2 separate regions of the Sus scrofa genome follow, and region 2 is linked to region 1. A link is a contact called in public HiChIP or PLAC-seq data. All regions are on one chromosome and are shown on one strand. Each heading gives the region's core, a stretch centred on a gene start, on an enhancer-like site or on the middle of the called end of the contact. The rest is flanking DNA. Distances are from core to core; before and after follow the strand shown.

What was found. HiChIP or PLAC-seq counts read pairs in DNA pulled down with a chosen protein or histone mark.
Region 2: a contact with region 1 is called in an H3K27ac HiChIP or PLAC-seq map of alveolar macrophages. The contact joins two enhancer-like sites. A contact is called at or near these places in 1 of 47 Hi-C or Micro-C datasets (epiblast stem cells) and 1 of 2 datasets of contacts at active chromatin or transcription factors (alveolar macrophages).

What each region holds. Positions count from the first base shown.
Region 1 is chr1:162,123,360-162,130,361 of Sscrofa11.1, forward strand. The region is part of intron 2 of MALT1 (mucosa-associated lymphoid tissue lymphoma translocation protein 1); the gene reads right to left. Among named protein-coding and RNA genes, the nearest start is that of MALT1, 18 kb to the right of the region's middle. Within about 2 kb of position 2,877, at least 6 of the 83 cell types and tissues checked have an H3K27ac peak or open chromatin away from gene starts, as enhancers often do. A contact at or near this core is called in alveolar macrophages, where this site is marked.
Region 2 is chr1:162,275,754-162,282,540 of Sscrofa11.1, forward strand. ALPK2 (alpha-protein kinase 2) reads left to right here. Exons shown (of 14, transcript XM_001925970.7): 10 at 1,907-2,181; 11 at 3,581-3,669. Among named protein-coding and RNA genes, the nearest start is that of MIR122, 51 kb to the right of the region's middle. Within about 2 kb of position 4,633, at least 12 of the 83 cell types and tissues checked have an H3K27ac peak or open chromatin away from gene starts, as enhancers often do. A contact at or near this core is called in alveolar macrophages, where this site is marked.

The sequences.
Region 1 (7,002 bases), core at 1,627-4,126:
AACCTGCAAAACTTTTGACAGCAGCTTCCTGTCAAAATCCTGGAGTGGATAACGGGATACCCGTCCCCTCACTCCTGCCACTCTCTCCATCTCTCCCTCTGGGGGAACCTGCTGCCATGTCACCCGAACACTTGGGCAACCCTGCAGGGAGGCCCCAATGGTAAGGAAAGCAAGTTGGGCTCCTGCCTACAGCCATGCACGTGAGCCATCCAAGGAGGGATTTTCCAACCTCAGTCAGACCTTTGGGTGGCTGTAGCTAGACTGTCCCTTCTGAGAGACCCTGAGCCAAAACCACCCAGCTCAGCCAGCCGTGGATTCCTCTCCTCAGACACTGTGAGATAATAAATGAATGCTGGTTTTGTTTTTGTTTTTTTAATCCTTTTTTTTTTTTTTTTCAGTCTTTTTACGGCCACATCCTTGGCATATGGAAGTCCCCAGGTTAAGACTTGGAGCTGTACCTGCTGGCCTATGCCACAGCCACAGCAACACCAAATCTGAGATCTATACCACAGCTCACAGCAACATCGGATCCTTAACCCACTGAGCAAGGCCAGGGATCGAACCTTTGTCCTCATGGATACTAGTCAGGTTCGATACTGCTGAGCCACAGTGGGAGTGCCTGTTTATTATTTTAAAGTTTTTGGTTTTGGGGTAATTTTTATGCAACAGAAAAGTGACACAAAAGGAACCAAGGCTAGGAAATTTTACATTTGCCAAGGTTATCATACATAAACATGGGTTGGTTGACTTTCCAGAAGGAAGGAGAAAAGATCATTAAAACTTATAAAACGTCATTGCCCACACCTCTTTTCCCCCTCATCCATCTTGAATATGATGTCATAATACCTTTTCCCTCTATGACCCACCAATCCAAGGGAACAAAACGAGATGAGGAGAGAGTCTAAATAATAGCAACCTTAATACCTGAAAGGTACGAAACTTTCTAGGGAAAAAATAGTCTTTAAAGTAAAATAGGCATGCAAAATCCATGCCAGATAATAAAACCAAAATCCAAAATGAGTAAATATGATTGCTTACCTATTACATTCAAGGGTCTGAAGAAACCCTAAAAAATCTTTAGTAAATGAGCCTCTCAAAAAAGAATTTACAACTTTTGCCAAGGAAAAGCTTTCATATTCATTAGTTCTGTCTGTGGATGCCAAATTGGCAGAGGGTGGGTGGGTGAAGTAACAGTTTGTCTGAGTTCTGTAATCCATGGTGGTAGGAGTACATGTTCAAGTCAGAAAATGAGATGAGCACTCTTATTTAAGCCAGAAGATCCACCACAACACTGTATCTATTTTTTTTTTTTTTTTTTTTAAACAAGTGGCCGCACCTGCGGCACATGGAAGTTCCCCAGCTCGGGGTCGAGCCACAGCCACTGGAGAAGCAATGCCGAGGAATTATGTTGTGAGCCACAGGGGAAGCCCTACAACACTGTACCTTAATGCTCCCACATATCATTCATCTGCCAGGAGAGACGTATATCACAACTTTAAGAGACATTCTGACTTTCAAAGTTTAGGTATGACAAGAGAAAAAAGAAGGTACGACAACAGAAGGGAATGAGGATAAATCTGAAAAAAAAAAAAAAATAGGCATCGTGGCTAAACTCACTTTGAAATGTAGATGTCTTACCGCCATCTCAAACTTGATGTCCAAAATCCCATACATTTCTCTGCCAGGCTCCCCAGTCTCCCCACCTCACGGAGGATAAACCAGGTCCCGGCTGCCCCTGAGCATCCCGTCACTCAGGACAGAAACTTAGCAGTCACCCCCAAATCCCTCCTCTTCTACATGTAATCTGGCTGCAAGGCCTCTCAGTTAAGTCTTCCCACATCTCACCATCTTCAATGGCATGATCTTAATCCAAGCCACCATCCCCACTTGACCGAACTATTGTTAACAGCTGCTAACTTTGTTTCCTTACTTTCAACCAGCAGCCCACTGCCTTTTTTTTTTTTTTCTTTTTGGGGCCGCACTGGAGGCACAACGACGTTCCCAGGCTAGAGGTCCAATTGGAGCTGTTGCCACCAGCCTACATATACCACAGCCACAGCAATGCTGGCTCCTTAACCCACTGAGCGGGGCCAGGGATTGAACCCACAATCTCATGGATCCTAGTCAGGTTCATTACTACTGAGCCACAATGGGAACTCCAACATGATTTAATGTAGATATATGTTGTGAAATGGTTACACAATCAAGTTAATTAAGATACCTACCACCTCACATAGTTATCATTTTCCTATGATTCCATCTTCCATCTAATCCTAACTTCTGTCACAGTGAGCCTCTCTTACTGAAGGGAGTGTGTCAGGAAGAGCACAATGTTTTTGTTTTTTAAATTATAGTTGGAGAGTTCCCGTTGTGGCGCAGCAGAAACAAGTCCGACTAGTATCCGTGAGGACACAGGTTCGATCCCTAGACTCACTCCCAGTGGGTTAAGGAGCCGGCGTTGCTGTGAGCTGTGGTGTAGGTCGCAGAGACACAGCTCAGATCTGGTGTTGCTGTGGCTGTGGTGTAGGTTGGCAGTTGTAGCTCCACTTTGACCCCTAGCCAGGGAACTTCCACATGCTGCAAGAGTGGCCCTAAAAAAGCAAAAAAAAAGTATAGTTGATTTACAATGTTGTACCAATCTCTGCTATACAGCAAAGTGACCCAGTCATGTGTGTGTGTGTGTGTATACAGTCCCTTTCTTATATTATCTTCCACTATGTTCAATCCCAAGAGACTGGATATAGTTCCCTGTGCTGTACAGTAGGACCTTACTGCTTAGCCATTCTAAATGTAATAGTTTTGTACCACGCCAGTGCTTAAAAACATACCATGGCAAATACTCTCTGCTATTACACAGAGACAAAAGATGAGAATGAAGGAAATGGGAAGACTTTCTCTCCAGAGTGTCTTACAAAGGAATGAATGACTTTGCTGGAAGGGGCCCACGTGACCAGAATGTTTTAAAAGCTTCCTTTGTGGGAGCCACGACTAAATGACTTTGAACAGACATTCAAACTCAGCTCATATGTCTGTCCCGTACCAACAATTTGAGGAGCCTAAGTCTTCAAGAAGCAAGCAGAGGCATGTATTTATGATTTATTGCTTCAAAGCCTGAGAACTGAAAGGCAAAGCGTGATTTGGAAACCGCCCTCGGGAGGGCAAAGAAGTTGCAATACCTCCCATGTTTTAACCACACATATTTCCTTCCTCCCACATAGTGAGAGCTACAGGGAACCGTGGTCACCTCAAATCACCCTGATGCAGCGCCCACCAGTCCAAAGGGGCTGAACCAAGTCAGGAAAGAAGATGGCACCGCAATGGAGGGCGGACCAGGGCATACAAGTGAAAGTTCCACTTGAAAGCGTGAATGCAAAGCTTCCTGGCAAACAAGCCTATTTTCAGATACCATCTGCTAAGAAGTCAAAGAGGTTACTTGATTTCCTGTAAGCCGGAGAGAATCTGACAAAGTATGATGGAACATGAGGATTGTGCTTTCAACATACACCTCTGTAGATCCACAGACTACAGATATGAAACGATAAGTAAAAACCCTGCGGGAATTACTAAACAGATTAATCTGGGCGATTCTTGACAAAAGGATTCACTGTAGGTTCCCTCTGAGTTAGTCTCTCTTTTGATGCACTTAGTAGCAATGTAATGCACAGCTCTTCCAGGAATGGACCTGTTGTGCATGTTTTCAGAGGCCATGAACCAAACATTTTTTTTCCCCCTCATCAGCTTCCATCTGAAACGCTCCTTCAATCTCATTTTTGAACATTTCTGAGATGTTACTGAAAAGCATCCCAGAGTGTCCCAGAATAAATACTAGTCCTCTTCCCCCAACAATTTCCTCCCCATTACACAACCAGGGTGTGTCCACATAAGTCCTTCTTACAGGTCAATTGACATGTGCATGAACTTCAGTGAAACCTGGTATTGACATCACATCCCTCCTCCTTGTAGGTCACCAACTCCCTTTAACACCCTGGCATGGAAACCCATCCTTCCAGGCCTCACCGCCACTCTCTTTCTATCCCTCTACTTCTTCCTTAATCTTTTTTTTTTTTTTTTTTTTTTTTTTAGGGCTGCACCTGCAGCCCTAAAAAGCAAAAAAAAGGGCTAGGGGTTGAATCAGAGCTACAGCTCCTGGCCTATACCACAGCCATGCAGGATCCGAGCTGTGTCTGCAACCTACACCACAGCTCATGGCAACACTGGATCCTTAACCCACTGAGCAAGGCCAGGGATAAAACCTGCAACCTCATGGTTAGTAGTTGGATTCGTTTCTGCTGTACCACAATGGGAACTCCCCACTTCTTCCTTAATCTTAGTTCCATCTATACCATCTTTACCCCTTTTCACTTCTTAATATTTTGTTTTTAGGAATTTCTGTCATTTATGAAACAATGCAAGTCCCTTATCAGTAAGGTCTAGTATTTGAGTACTTTTTAATTTGGCAAGAAGAAAAAAAATTGAAGTCTATGAGTCAAAGACACAATTGAGGTAATACTCCACAACTAAGCTTCCCAAACAATCCAGAAATTTCCTAGCATTATGGAAATGACATTGAGTTCAGGTCAGGGTCAGTAGACCTGGGTTCTAATCCTACTTTTGTCAATAACCAACTGTGATTTTAGCCAAATGGTAACTTCTAGTAATCTCCTTTTCCACATAAATGTGTGCTTACATTTGAAATTTAAATATTCATGATAGTACTGCTGTGGTCCTTCACAGAACTGTAAAGATAAAATGTGGAATCAACGTACTTGGAAACTAAAGAACAATATTCAACCATCTTTGCTCTTGGAGACAATAAAAGTAATAAAAATAAAATTGATATCAGCAACATAACAATGGGTATGTTACAAGGAATTAAAGGAGAAAAATGAATTGATATGAAATAAGAGCAGGAGGAAAAGGGAAAAGATGCCAACGAAGAGAAATCTTTGACTTTGCCAGTACATGTGAAATGTACCTGTAGCAAAGCTCCTTTAATACAAGAATGAAAAAAAATGGCAGCATCACAAAACCAGAGCAGAGAACCCTGGGAGCCATCTAATGAAGCCCACGTGAATCATATTAATTCTCTCTAAACATCCCCACTTTCTAGCTTCTAGTTAGCTAATCCCAGGTCAGGGCATGGCTTCCCTGGCACCATTCCATGAGGTGCAGGACTCTAGTTGATACAGCCTAAGAATCTGCACTCAAATGATTTTCACCTAAAGCAAAAGCAAAAAAAAAAAAAAAAAAAAAAAAAAAAATTGAAATACACACCTAAGTTTATCCATATTTGCCAAGGTTACAGATGCCAATTTTGGTACTTTGGGATCAGTCTTTGACTCTTTGATAAAAAAAAAAAAAGTCTAAAAAATTACTATAGACTTTGTTTCAAAACAATTTCAGCAAATCCATTTAAAGCCCCTTTCCCAAATTCCTACTGAAATGACCAAAGGAATAAAAATAGGAGAACAAGGAATCAGTGCTAGAAAATAGGGATGAACACCATCTGCACATAAAAATGATAAGCCATTTCTCCAACATAAAGTGCAGGCAAGACCAGTCTGAGAGGCAGGCTGGCCAACCCATGTGCTTCGGAAAAGCCCAATTGGAGGGGGAGCAGAAAAGGGCAAACCTCAATCCTTTGGAAAATATGTTGGATGTCAGAGCCCATGGAGAGCTAGAATTTGGGGGTGAACTACCCTTGGCTTAGAGCTCCTGCGAAGTGAGGGACCACTGAAGTTGGCTTCTAATCAAGGCAATCGGTCCAGTTAGAGATTCAGGAACCTTGCCAAGCTACCTGCAGGCTACCAAGTCAAAGACATTCAAGAAACTCAGTACCACAGCCATTTCCTATGGCAAAATGAGACTAAAACAAATCTAGTTTCCCCTTCTCCTTGTATTTAGGCCTGAAAGGCCTGCTCAGAGGTTCACAGCGTCTTAGTCACCCAAATCAGAGCTTTCCATAGAGACAATGAGAGAAAAGTCATCAGACTTGGTGGAGTAAGAACTAATGTTCCATTACAAAACTGCATTACCAAAAAAGGGAAAAAATGTTAGAATACTCCTCCTTCGTATTCCTGAATCTTTGTGAAAATACAATGAAAAGGAAAAACTTGAGATGGGATAAACCTATAAACCTGTTTTTTTTGTTTTTTTGTTTTTGTTTTTTTGTGGTTTTTTTTTTTTTTTTTTTGTCTTTTTAGGGCCACACCTGTGGCATATGGAGGTTTCCAAGCTAGGAGTAGAATCAGAGCTGTAGCTGTCAGCCTACACCAGAGCCACAGCAACTAGGGATCTGAGCTGCACCTGCAACCTACACCACAGCTCATGGCAACGCCAGATCCTTAACCCACTGAGCGAGGCCAGGGAGGGAACCCTCGTCCTCATGGATACTAGTTGGGTTCGTTAACCACTGAGCCACGACAGGAACTCCTTGGCTTGCCTTCTTAATATAATTGTAACAGTTTTTATTCTCAAAGTCCCTATTCAAATATTAAAATTATTTCCTAACTCTCACATTTCTATATTTGAACATATGTAAATATAGTAAGCTTTTAGATTGTCTACCTAAGATGCAGGTAGAAAGCTAACTGTAAATTACTAAGCTTTATTAGATCTCCAAATAGTTCCTCTTAAATCAATAATTAACATTCAAGTACCAACCGATTTCTAATGAATTCTTTATGGCTAACAAGACATAAAACTTCCCCACAACAGTGCATAAGTGGCTATGTGGTGATGTAGAAACTGCTTTCCTTTCTCTAGTCTCCCCTCAAGTGCGGAAAAGGCCCCAGGGGATAAACGAAAAAGCCTGCAGGTCAAATATGAGAACAGTCTGCATAGGGGAACACTGACGGTAAAGGGCTGAGCCTACATTTGGAAAAAGACACAAAGAGCAGAAACAGCTTTTTCAAAAGATTACTGATGTTTGTTAGGATGGCACTGTATTCACTGGTGGCTTAGCACGTCAAAATATAAAATATGGTTAGAAATTTCCAGCAT
Region 2 (6,787 bases), core at 3,383-5,882, 150 kb after region 1:
CTGGTGGGAAAGCTCAAAATGAAGATTCAAACAAAGCTGTCATAATGATAGCCCTCCAGACTTTCAAAGAAATATTCCAAGGTGTGTTTCTCTTGCGTTGTCTGATCCTGGCTGAATTGACACTTCTATTGGTGATTATGGACAGGATTATTCAGGATGCTGGAGTCCATGCTTGTCATGTATTCCTTTCTTGGGGAAACTACCTGTCCCACCCATTCCCACCCCTCTATAGTCAGGCATACACATTTTTCCTTCCTATTACTAAGCATAGAGTCTGGGATGACTTTTGTCTTTAAACTTGAGTTTTAAAGAACAAACTCGTAAGAATTGGATCTTCCAGAAAACTTGAGATTTTTGAAGGAAAACAGTGGTAAATATAGCTCAAATTTTGGGGGCTCTGGGGTATATACATAAAACATTTCCTATATTCCTCCAGAGATCTTGGGGAAAAAACTGTCAAATTCATCATGTAACTAGAATTGGGAAGATTGGGTTTGCGTAAAGCAGTCCCTCTGTTTTGTTACCTAACTTTAAAATTTAAACTTAAGTGTAATTTTTTCCTGGTTCTATTCCTTAGGATGAAATCTATGCTAGAACTCTTCCCTTAATTTCTTTAGGAAAATATCCCATTTGCTTACCTGTTTTCCTGTTTCTCTGCCCTGATTGTCTCCAAAAACCCAAAACAGGTTATTACTAGGAGGCATCTGCTAGCCTTTGTGAAAACTCCTGGAAGGTTTTTCTGAAAATTTTCACAGACACTTCACCTACTTCTATATGAAAATCCCCTACTTGTCCCCTTTCTTTCTTAAAAACACTAGGTCTAGATGCTAATTTGTTTCCTTATACTTTTAATTGATAACATTGGTCAGAGACTGATCTGGAAACATGCGATTTGAAAATGTTTTCAAAAGAAATATTTCTCTATGCTAAATAGAAAAGTGAAGTGGGTTTTTTTTTTCATATAACTCATGACGTCTGTCTTTTAAATGTTCAGAAAGATGACAGTTTTCATTGACTTTAAGAGTGGAAGGCCTTTTTTAAAAAAAGTCTTATTTCATTAAAAGCCATCTTGCTTTCTTCTCTCAGCCAATCACAAGTCTGGCTTGGTCATCTCTAATTGAAAGCAAAAACATCCTTCAAGGGAACATTGGATCCACTTTTATCTGAAACACCTGCAGAATCAACTCTGAAACAGCTGTTAGGAAACGCAAATCTTACTCTTTCTACAAATCTAAAATCATTCTGTCCTTTTCCCCACCTTCTCTTCGGAGGGTGTCCTTTCTACTTGTTTCATTATGGTTTTTGCCCACCTGTTTCTTACACCCACCACAGGTATTCTCAGCAGAGGCAGTGTCACCCACAAGAGGGCAAAATTGGGCCTTGGGGAGGCAAAAGAAAACTTAATTTGTGCATTAAGCACAGATACACAATCCATCACCAGATACACAGTCCATCTGTAGTATTAAAATTTTATGGGGGGGGCGATTAGGGAAAAACTAAAGAATCCTTGCAGGGGGTGACGATGGAAAAAAAATTGGGAAACTTTGATCCAACAGATCTTATCATTGGTTCTTCCTCCCTCTTCTATATTTTACCCATCCTTTCAACTTGCCTTTAATTACCTTGCATGGTACTGCTTATATTTTCCAGATCTGTCTACAGGTCTCTTCCTGGTCTCCCCAGTTTTGCTCCCCTCTCTTCTGATCCACTGGGGCCTCGCCTTGATCTTCCTCCACCCTCCTCAATGACCCATCTCACCTTTGAGCTATGCCTCAGCGTTCAGGGTGGTTTCTCCTCCTAGACTCTGCAGGTCAACCTGGTCCCTGTCCCTGTGTGCCAATGCTTATTAGCCAAGGAGCAAGACTAGGGGATGGTTCTGTCCAACTGCAGTTGTGTTATGGTTTAGGATATGAAGAGATCGAATTCAGTCAACTCATTTTCGAAGAAGACTTCCTCAATGGTAGCTACTTTGGGGGCCACCTGCGTGGTCAAATTGCCACGGAGCAGCTGCATTTCGGGGAAGGGGTCCACCGGAAGGCCTTCCGAAGCACAGTGATGCAAGGTCTCATGCCGGTCTTCGAGCCTGGTCATGCCTGTGTGCTCAAGGTACACAACGCTGTCGCCTACGGGACCAGAAACAACGATGAGCTCATCCAGAGGAACTACAAACTTGCTGCCCAGGTGGGTCCACCTGCCCTAAATGTGTTGCTTGAGGTGTGAGATGGACCTGATGACGTGAGCTAAAAATCAGACTCAGAATTGATGGGAGCGTGTTTCTCCCCTTGGGGTGTGGTCATAAGGAAGCCACTAGATGAAGGCTAAGTACTGGAGATTGTGTCTCAGGTCTGAATGATTTCTTGGCCTCATGCCAGCCAGTTGGGACCAGTCTATGTCTGGAAGTGCCCCACCTGGACTGGGATCACTTCCTAGGAAGCCCCATCAGATCCCTGAGGGTGAATCTACTTGGACACAGGATGATATTAAAAGTGGGGGTTCTAAGCCACACGGATGCCAAAACTCCCAAGGAAAGCTAAAGTCAGAGTAGCTTCTGGAGTGTTTTTGTTTTAGGGAAGAAGGAGGTGGGGCATATGCAGAGGGTCAGCGTTTTGTCCTATTTCCTGCCTCCCTGAGTTAGGTCATCGTCCACCCATAAACTAAGAAGTGTGATTGACCCAAGTCTCTTGAGTTCCGGCCTATGTTAAGAGTTAGTACCTCAAGGCAAGAGGAGAGAGGACGAGAATACGAGCTTCTCCCCGACAACCTTGGTCCATGAATTTCACTTGATGCCAGAGCTAGGTTTAGCTCTTTCACAAAACAGGTGCCTCTTAAATTTTTTTTTAACGTATAAAATGAATAGGCTAAACTCACATGGGTCTCCTGGGTGTTCTCAAACTTGACCTGTCCATGATTGCCTCTGATGTGGCAATGCCGTGTAGGACTTGGTGCTCATAAAGACAGCCCTTCTTTTCCAAGCAGAGGATTCTGTCAGTTGCATTCATTTCTCCTCCAGATCTGTCCATCTTTGTTCTTTGGCTTTGTACTCCTTCCATCTCAAGGGCTGTCTGGTCCAGGCATGGAAAATCCCCCAGCCTCCAGCCTCCTACTCCGAAAAGCTGTCCAGTATGGAAAGCAGAACCCAGTTTGCTTTTCCTAAGCCAACAATCTTGGCAAAGTGTTCACTACTTACAATTCAAATTACGCCTTTTGAAGAACCTCAGATGGGAGAACTCTGGGAGACCCAGCAGTCCCCGTGCTTTATCTGGTATCCTGCCCAGGGGCCAGTCCCCTTAGCTCAGGGGGGTGAACTTCAGCCCCGTGGGTTCGTTCCAGACATTTTACAGTTCAGGGACACTCAGCCCCAGAGACCCCTTGACCGTCAAGTGAACCTTCAAGTTTCAGAGCTCCTCTGCAAGTGGCCAGCTCTAGGCTGCCTTCATTGTTGCTTCCGTGTCTCCAGCCCAGGGGTGGGTCTGGGGCTCCACTGGCTTCATCTAAGTTGGGAAATCTGGTGAGCCTTTCCAGGCAGCAATCTCTGATTTTCTTCTAATCCCTGGGCTTTTCCGTGTATTGGGTGATCTAGGAATGCTATGTTCAAAACACTGCCAGATGCTATGCCAAGATCTACGCCGCAGAAGCACAGCCTCTGGAAGGCTTTGGAGAAGTGCCAGAGTAAGTGCCTTTCCCTCTTGTGTTCACATCTCTGACTCGGGGGACTCGGGGAGGCAGGGGGCGGAGGGATGAAAGGGTGAGATGGGTCAGTAGGACACACATTCCAACTGGTCTACGTTCCAGGAGGGCACAACATGGCTGTTCTTTTGCTCCTCTCTAAGTCACCAGAGGTTTACAGGAAAACAGTGGATAGATATTTTCTGAGCAGACCTGTCTGTATATATGGATGGAGGGATGAATTCCATAACCGTATACTCCATGTTAAATGGGAACTGTCTCTACTCTCACGGGTATTACACTGTCTAAAACCATAAACATAAGAACAGGAGAAGATCACAAAACGATAAGCCCTGTGATAATGAACACGGTGCTCGCCTGGGGGAGAGGAGAATTGGGAGATGAGAAATGTAGGAACACCGTCCCCCCTTCCTGGGGTCCCACAGACATGAACTACACTGGCGACTTTTGTCCACTCATTGACAAAATGTCAATTGGCACAAGCATGTGTTGGGGTGTCGGGAGCTTGTATTCACCGACCTGTTTATCTGGCTGAGGATAGAACTGGGAAGAGAAAGAGCTGTGCCTGGGCACATGGGAAACCTCAGCGCAGTCACTTAGGTAGCAGTAAACTGGGAAAGGAGCAACTCTTCTCGACATCCTCTGTGAACTCCCAAAATGAGAGCGGAAGAAAACAATCCCTTCCCGGGGTAGTATGTTGGGCACATCATGAAAAAAGCCTAACACTTGTTGCTCTTTGAAATGCTTGACGTAGTTATTTAGGAACAAACATTTCTCAGCAGCTTCAAGAAAAATGATCAGGATGCAAAGAAAAAAACCCACCCTTTTCTGCTAGTTTCACTAAGACTGCATCTGGACTGGGTTGTATGAGGAAATGCCCAGCCTTGCTCCTCCAGCCCTCCCCTTCCTGCTCTGTCCCCTTTAGTTCCTCTTTGAAGAGGAAGAGAATCATCAATAATCTGCTCACCAGGCACGGAACCACCCCGCCCCCGCCCTACGGCAGGGCACACCCAGGCCTGTGCACTTTGACCTGTGCACAACGTGGGGGCCTGTTTAAGGAAAAGAACATTAAAATTATGAACATCAAGATGTGTCCGAGGACTTGGGTCTATGCAGGCGAGGGACACAGGGCCTTAATCAGCACTTGCTTTATGCCGAGACAACAGGTGTTATCAAGACCAACTGCTGCCTTGGGAATAGAGTCCTATGAAACCTTGGGCAAGAATATTATCAGTGATCTGTTGTTTGACATCCAGAAACACTTGTCTCATTCCTGGTGGTGGCCAGGCAGAATCCTTGGTGAAGGAGCACATAACCAAGTTTGTTTTTCTCTGAGCCCCATCTCAAAATTCATTTCATTCAGGTTCTTGCAGATACATTCACCTATGGAATGGGATTATTTTTTTTTATAAACTTGCCCATCTCCCTTCTCTGCTCCCTTGGGGCTGGGCATCTCTGGGGGGAGAGCCACTTCCATTTCTGCTTATTGTCAAGCAGGTCACAGGCTTGTGTTCATGTCACTGGCCAGTCTGTGCAGCAGTAAGAAGCCTGGAGATTGGGGGGAAGCCCAGCGTTTATGTGTCAAAGGGTACCACGAAGTTGATTGTAATTCCCTCTCTATCGTTAATTATGGTCATAGCTGGCCCCTCTCTCCTGATTGTAACCTCCTTGCAGGCTTTTCACTAGTACCTTATGCCTGTGAACATATTCGGAGCACAGCACATTGTCCTCCAGGTGTCGGGGGGGAACGTTCGCTGGCAGGTGGCAAAACAGTGCAGACACCCTCCTTCATCCTTGAAGAGCCGATGCCTGGATACCCTGAAACTGCAAATGACCCCTGCCCCTGTATCACAGGGAGACTTGGCCTCTGGACCACGTACACACTGGGCCCACAGGCTGATTCCCTGGCCTCGGTCTTCTGGCTACGGCTGCAATTCTGCTCCAGCAGATCGACATGGCTACCCAGGTCAGAGGCTGATCCGCTCCTCTGGACTCCCCCAAGGGGAGCAGCAGGGCTGCCGCCCCCTTCTCAGTATGAGCAGCCCCTTCAGGAGAATCAGGCCCATCTTTTTATCAGAACTTCCCAGAGGCAGTTCCCCCTTGTCCATCTTTAATTGGCTTTCTGATGCCCATGGTATCCTGGTCACCTTTCCTGTGCTGGTAGTGCTCTTTGGTGGGGGAACTGTGTTGGCAGAGTTTCTTATATCCATCTAACTTCTGGCCTCTGGCGTCAGGTTTAACTGCTGGCACCCAGCCATTCACGTCTCTGTGAATCAAGTTGATAGGCAGCAGTTAGGAGCTAAGAGAGCAAACAGTCAGTTACTACTTTTTCTGAGGTCTTCCACTGTCACAACACTGCAGCATCTTTGGACAGGATGTTCTGTCACTTTTCACGGGTCTTTGTCTTTTGGGCCCCTTCACTGAGTCATCTTGTCTGTTGGCTTCAGAAGTGCGCTGTTGCACTTTGGCTTCTCCTGACATGGATTTGAATTTGCGAGTCACCTGTTCTTCCTCTGACTTCTTTTGTGAAGCCCCACTCGTTGTCATCTGCACTATCCATGCTCAGAAAATAAGACGAGATTGATCAAATGAAGAGTGTCCTTACTTCTGAAGTGGGCCTAAGATCCCACAGCCTGACAAGACCTTTCCACCTGAACCCGTGTTAGAGAGGGTGAGCGTAAGCAGAACTCTGGGGAGGGGGCAGAATGGGTGTGACTATGTGGGGTGAGGATGAATGGATGCCCACCCAACTCCCGCACCAGCCTCCAGGTGCTCTGTGGTGCAGAGGGCTGAGCAGGGCCCACTGAGACCCATCCACATGGCAGGTGGCTGGACAAGGAAGGAGGAAGGACAGTGTGGGGGTGTCAGCATTATCCCCCAGAAGGAGGCAGTGAGAGATGGGGATGGGGGGAGCCCAGCTGGTCCCTGCACAGTCTTGAGCAAAGGATCAGATGGGTAGTTGTCTTAATAGACTTTTTAATCTCAGTAATTTTAGGTTCCCAGCAAAACTGACGGGAGGGGGCAGAGGATTCCCACATCCCCTCAGGCCTCAGGCATGCCTAGCGGCTGCTATTATTCACTTCCCTCACCATATTGCAAC